2 separate regions of the Oryctolagus cuniculus genome follow, and region 2 is linked to region 1. A link is a contact called in public Micro-C data. All regions are on one chromosome and are shown on one strand. The core of a region is the stretch at or near the end of the contact, and the rest is flanking DNA. Distances in the headings are between cores, read along the strand shown. Region 1 holds the start of DCLRE1B (DNA cross-link repair 1B). Region 2 holds the start of PHTF1 (putative homeodomain transcription factor 1).

Region 1 (3,148 bases), core at 385-2,884:
TGAAATCAGAATCCATTGTTAGACAGGATGAAAAATACATATATATATATATTTTTTTTTTTTTTGATAGGCAGAGTGGACAGTGAGAGAGACAGAGAGAAAGGTCTTCCTTTTGCCATTGGTTCACCCTCCAATGGCCACCGCGGCCAGTGCGCTGCGGCCGGCGCACCGCGCTGATCCAATGGCAGGAGCCAGGTACTTCTCCTGGTCTCCCATGGGGTGCAGGGCCCAAGGACTTGGGCCATCCTCCACTGCACTCCCTGGCCACAGCAGAGAGCTGGCCTGGAAGAGGGGCAACCGGGACAGAATCCGGCGCCCCGACCAGGACTAGAACCCTGTGTGCCGGCACCGCAAGGTGGAGGATTAGCCTAGTGAGCCGCGCGCCGGCCAAAATACATATATTTTTAAAAAGGCATCCGAGGGGGCTTTTGTGCATAGTAAATTCTGTGAACCACAGCTGTAGGCATGAATTATGTGTTCAGATTTGTTACAGTGGAAACATTCTGACTTAAATGGGGCAAGGTGACCTACTAGTTAGCTATTGCAATTGGCTTTGGTAATGAAGGCCTGAACCAGAACACCAGCAGTGCCAATAAGAGAGAGAGACGCGGAGAGGCTGGATGTTTAGAACTGTGAGATCATCCCAGCTGACAAGAGAAGTGAGGCTCAGGTGCCAAGGTTGACTCATACAGACGGCCGGCTGGCGTCCCTCATTGACACAGACACAAGCGGAAGAGCAGGTTCGGGGCTGGGGGAAGGACCTTGGTGCTCTTTTGGGCAAACCTTTGATGAACTATCCTGGTGGAAATGCCAGGCAGGCAGTAGGACAAGGGCATCTGAAGCAACAAAAGGAGGTCTGTGCTAAACATTATCCCAGATCCGGAAGTCGGCGGTTCAGTGTGCCTGTTACAGCCTGAGCCCGGGGCTCTCCCACCAGCACGCTCCTGAGAAGCAGGAGGAAACCCCCACCGCACAACCGCCGCGGGTGACGGCGTGCACTCCTTCCCAGGGGCTGGGGGGCAGTGGGCGGTACCTAATCACTCGCTGGATGACGTTCCGGTAGCGCAGCCTATCAGCCTGAATGTGAGGGTTACACAGAGCCTTCTTCAGCTCCTTCACCACGTCCTCCGAGCCTAAGTAAGGCATCCTCGCCAACAGTCTCGGGCCACTTCCCACCGCGCCCCGGCAAAGCGTGGACGCCTTCAGGTCCTGATGCGGAGCCTGAACGAAGGAAACGTCGGTCAGGGAGAAGACACCCCACCCCACCCCGGAGCCGGAGCCCGAGTCCTGGGAGCCTCGCACCCTGGGGAGCTCCCTCCCTCCGCCCCGGGCCCTTCAGACCTCACCCCGCACCTGCAGGCCGATCGCTCCGCCTACAAATCACACCCGCTACCTCTAGGCCCCGCGTCCTATTTGCAACCCCGCCGCGGACAACCCCGCCCTCTCCAGTTCCAGCCTTTCTTGCCGGCTCCGATAGGCCCAATCGCGCTGTCGGCGGAAGTCCCGCCCCCTCGCGGAGGGCCCTCCTCTAGCAGTTGCCTCTCCCTGCGAGCGCCGAGCGCGGTGGCGATCCCGACCTTAGGGATGCCCTTCCCCCAACCTCTCACCTTTCAGCGCAGCCGCGAGGCTACCTCTGGTGGAGCTGCGGCGGGCCATCGGAAATCGGCTGCTTCGGCCTGTCTCCTCCCTGCAGCGCGCGCTTTGAGTGCTGGGGCCGGCCCTGGGCTCCCGCGCGGGAAGGAGTGGCTCTCTGTGCCGCGTCTTCCGCGGTTTGCGTCCTGGCTCCGACGGTGCCCACTCTAGCGCCTTCTCTACTGAGCTGACTTTTCCCTTAGGGCCCGTGGCCCAGTTCCTGCCCCAGCATGACGTCTGAGGCGCCGTGGTGGAAGCCTGGCGCTGGAACGCAGTTCCCAGGAAGACCCCACCGGTGACTCGAGCCCCGCCACCATGAACGGGGTCCTGATCCCGCACACGCCCATTGCTGTGGACTTCTGGAGCCTGCGCCGGGCTGGTAGCGCGCGGCTTTTCTTTTTATCCCACATGCACTCGGACCACACGGTCGGCCTGTCCAGCACCTGGGCCCGGCCCCTCTACTGCTCCCCAATCACTGCCCACCTCTTGCATCGTCAGCGACAGGTACGGGGCAGGGGACCGGAGTCGGCCTCCGCAGAGCTGGTCCTGGCGTCCGGGTGGGGAATTCTGACCTGTCACAGCCTTGGGAATCAGAGTGGGCCCCCCGGACGGCTGATTTTGACAAATGTGGAGTAGTTTGAATCCAGCCGAGCGTGGCTTCCAACTCACCGATTTGAGTATTTTAGTTGGGGAAACCTTTCAGCCCACCCACAGAAATTATCCCTACCTTTTCCCATAAACTAGGCCCATGTTTCCTAAACGTGTCTTATCTTAATCCACCTAGGCTGGGGAAATAGACATCGTCCAGCCCCCTCCCACGCCCCCCGATCTGATTCAGTAGGTTGGTGTGGATCCTAAAAATCTGGCTGGAATTTTTTTTTTTTAACAGTTGCCTCAAGGGATTATTAGGACCTGGAGAAAATCTGAGAATCCTTGACTGGATTGTTTTCTGAATGCTTGGAAGTTGTCTGAAGGGCAGGGTGGGGAACGGGAGGAGGATGGGTGGATGCTTGGGAATCCTCAGCCCGGCTTCTGCCCCAGGGTGACTCAGGATTCTGTCAGCTTTCCTTGGTTTGTATACGGGATAGTCCCAGGGATGCCCTGTTGCTCCCCCAGGTGTCCAAGAAGTGGATCCGAGCCCTAGAGGTCGGTGAGAGCCACGTGCTGCCGCTCGATGAAATTGGACGAGAGACCATGACTGTAACCCTCTTGGATGCCCATCACTGCCCTGGTTCTGTCATGTTTCTCTTCGAAGGATACTTTGGAACCATCCTCTACACAGGTGGGCCTCCAGAGGGGTCCCTTCCATCTTCCCAGCCTCGATGCTACATTTCTTGAGCAGGGCGGGGATGGAGACATTTCCACAAAGCAGCTATGTTGCACAGCACTCAGAATAGTAAGAACATGCCCATCTGTGCTTGAGGTGGGAGAGGCTTCTCTTCTAGTCCTTGCTTTCTGACCCTCTGCCCCCACATGTGTTCTTCTAGGTGATTTTCGATATACACCATCTATGCTA
Region 2 (3,148 bases), core at 382-2,881, 160 kb before region 1:
TTAAGATCATACCCTAAACACATGATTTAAAAACTGCAGGCTCACAGGATGGAGTTAGGTCAAGAATGGATTCTATTCGAGCTGCACAGTGATAAGGAACAGAAGGAGGGGAGGCAAGGGAAGAAAAAGACAATCAACACCTATTAGAGTCTGGATATTTCACATTTATTTCCAGTTTCTCTTGAAAATTCTGAACCTCTGCCAATAGTCGGCCCAATACTTGCTATATGGTAAAAACTGACCAGAGCTAAGTTTAATCACTGCCCCATCTACACAGGCCACTCGCTGTCTACTTCATAGGCCCACCCCTTCCGTTTCCCAATGCTGTGGCCAGATGTCATTTACCATTATGCTTGTACTATTGTTATCCTTATAAACCCCAAAAACTAAACAATGCCATACTTGGTGGAAAAAAGTACAATTAAAAAAAAAGTATAACCCACTCTTCATATTAACACAGCAAAACAAAACTAGAATCAGACAAATCAATTTACCTTAATCTGAGTCTGTTCGATTGACTTTTCCCATATCTGCTGATCATATGCTCCAATCTGAAACAGGGAGCAGGCTATTTAAACAATGCAGAAGAAATCCTTATATTTCAGTCAAGCTTCACAAAAGTCACGAACCTATTAAGTACCCAGGTGATGACTGGAAAATGTTGGTGCTTCTCCGATTTAAAATAAATTAAACCCTTGTAAGGGCTGTTTCCTTCAAAACTCTACAATAGCTAGATCCAAAAGTAAGCTAAAAAGTATCACTCAAAATATTGCAAGTTCATATTAACATAAAAGAGGTTTCCACTTCTCAGGGAAAACCAGAGCACCCCAAGCTGAGCGGCGTAGATCAGCGATTCGCGTCTTTGGAAGAAAAAGTTTGATCAGAAGCAAATGTCCGTGGCTGGTGGATGCAAGCTGGACAAAGGGTCCCCGAAAATCTTACTGCGGGCCCCAAAACCGGCGTCAGAAGCCATAATGACCCTGCACATCCCTCTTTCCATTGATGTTGAGACATCACATATGAGTCCTGGCATTTGCAAACTCCTAACACGATACTCGTTGGCGGAGCTTTTTTTTTTTTTTTTTTTTTTTTTGCAGGAAATACGCTTTACAAATAAACAATATATATATACCGATATTACCTTCTTTTGGTACCACGATATAGCATCTCTCTCATTTGAGGCCATCTGTGACTCCAGCCAGAAAATGGGATTTCACTGAAAACGAAGGAAAACCAGCGGGTGAGGCCAGTCGCTGAAGGCTACTCTCCCGACTCCTCTCAGCCTCTCCATGAGCTGCTGACTATCTCTTTCTCCGGCTGTTCGCCAGCGACAAAAAAAAAAAAAAAAAAAAAAATACTGGCGCAGTGGCGACCGAAGAAGCCTCTGCAATGGTCGGTGCGAGGGTGTTTAGGAGGCAGGCGAGGGGGAGGGCAGGGGACGGCGCTGGAGCAGGCCTCGCCGCCCCTCCGCGGCCCGGCGGCCGCCTCTCACCTGGCGCCCGCCGCCCCGCAGGCCGGCGGCCCGGACCTTCCTCCTCAGCGGCCCCCGCCCGGCCGTGAGGCCCGCGGCGAGGCTGCCGGCCCTGCAGGCCGCATCTTCCCCCCGAGGCGGCGACGCCGGCGGCGCCGTTACCATGGAGACCGCGGCGGCCGCCCGGGGCTCGCAGGCAGTCCGCCGCCCAGCGCCCAGAGGAGGGCAGTCTGCCGCCTCCGACACGGCGCCGCCGGGCTGACCAGACAAGGAGCACTGACTGAACCGGGGGATGAAAGGGCTAAAAAGTGAAGGGGAGCTTCGCTAGGCCGCCAGTCGCTACGGCAACGGCAGAAGGCTTTGGGCCCGGCTGGAAGACACAGGTGCAGGGGCCCCAGGGCCCCGGGGTAGGCGGGACGGCGGCGCTCGGGCTCCGGGGCCCGGCCGGCCGTGACTCAGCCGGCGCAGAGCTGGCTGCCGCAGCGGGGCCGGCCGCGGGGCCGCGGGACTCGGCTTCCGCTTTCCGGCTCTCGCAGCCCAGCTGGCTCCGCCCCTGGCCCGGACCTTTCCGCCGAGCTCGGCCCGGCCAGGGGACTGAGAGGCGCCGCGACTGGGGGCCGCGAGCAGGGTCCCCGCAGCACCCTTTCGGGGCTCGGCCTCCAAGTCGCCTCCTCAGAAACGGCCTTGCCACCGTGGACCTGTAGGCGGTCGGGCCTGCTAGCCTAACAGTCCCGGGTCCGGCCCTTCGTAGCACTTGATTTCCTGGCTGAAAGCCTGCCCTGCGCCAGCGGGCCGTGGGGCCCGGCAACGAGCGCGGATAAGGTTCTCGGCGTTGGCTGGAGGAAGGGATGTTTGAGCTCACGCTGGCCGGACCCAGAGGTCTGGCAGGGGCCGCAGGCGGCGGCCCCGGCACTCCTCCGGTGCTGGAGGGTGAGGGAAGAGGACGACCACAGCTGAGGCCCGTGGGCGCACAGACTTCTCAAATTAGAGTAAAGGGAGGTGGCGCGGCAACGGCGTCCAGGTTGAGCGCAAGCAAGGCCCCCGCCCAGGAAGCACAAATATCATGGGCCAAAACATTTTTTAAAAAGGAATTCAAGCCGGCGCCGTGGCTCACTAGGCTAATCCTCCGCCTTGCGGCGCCGGCACAGCGGGTTCTAGTCCTGGTTGGGGCGCCGGATTCTGTCCCGGTTGCCCCTCTTCCAGGCCAGCTCTCTGCTGTGGCCAGGGAGTGCAGTGGAGGATGGCCCAAGTGCTTGGGCCCCGCACCCCATGGGAGACCAGGAGAAGCACCTGGCTCCTGCCATCGGATCAGCGCGGGGCGCTGGCCGCAGCCCGCTGGCCACGGCGGCCATTGGAGGTTGAACCAACGGCAAAGGAAGACCTTTCTCTCTCTGTCCACTCTGTCAAAAAATAAAAATAAAAAAAGGAATACAAGCAGGCTGGTAAAAGGAGAAAGGAAGAGTTGCGCCCAGAATTGAATACTTGAGGATAGGCTAGTATTAAGGAAAGTTAATAAAGCAAAAGGCACCTTCTCCTCCTCTCTGTACTTTCCCTGTGTGTGTGCCATGTGTGAGTCGGGTAAAAACTAAGACAGTATCTACCCTTTCGGAAATCCAGACACTTGGATAAAACACCCCCAACTAACTGGAAAGTCCTTCCATCCAGACCTCAATGTCG

Evidence for each region. Hi-C and Micro-C count contacts between places; a contact is called where the count stands out from the background.
Region 2: a Micro-C map of ear pinna shows a contact between it and region 1, with 4 times the contacts expected there. The contact joins the promoter of PHTF1 here to the promoter of DCLRE1B in region 1. A contact is called at or near these places in 2 of 6 Hi-C or Micro-C datasets (ear pinna and psoas muscle).

Annotation. Positions count from the first base shown.
Region 1 is chr7:56,466,485-56,469,632 of mOryCun1.1, reverse strand. It overlaps DCLRE1B (DNA cross-link repair 1B), which reads left to right and starts at 1,634. Exons shown (of 3, transcript XM_051856148.2): 1 at 1,634-2,136; 2 at 3,120-3,148. The coding sequence starts at 3,143. It overlaps AP4B1 (adaptor related protein complex 4 subunit beta 1), which reads right to left and starts at 1,487. Exons shown (of 11, transcript XM_008264641.4): 1 at 1,354-1,487; 2 at 1,034-1,221. The coding sequence starts at 1,146.
Region 2 is chr7:56,625,230-56,628,377 of mOryCun1.1, reverse strand. It overlaps PHTF1 (putative homeodomain transcription factor 1), which reads right to left and starts at 1,631. Exons shown (of 19, transcript XM_070077843.1): 1 at 1,493-1,631; 2 at 1,142-1,216; 3 at 495-551. The coding sequence starts at 1,186.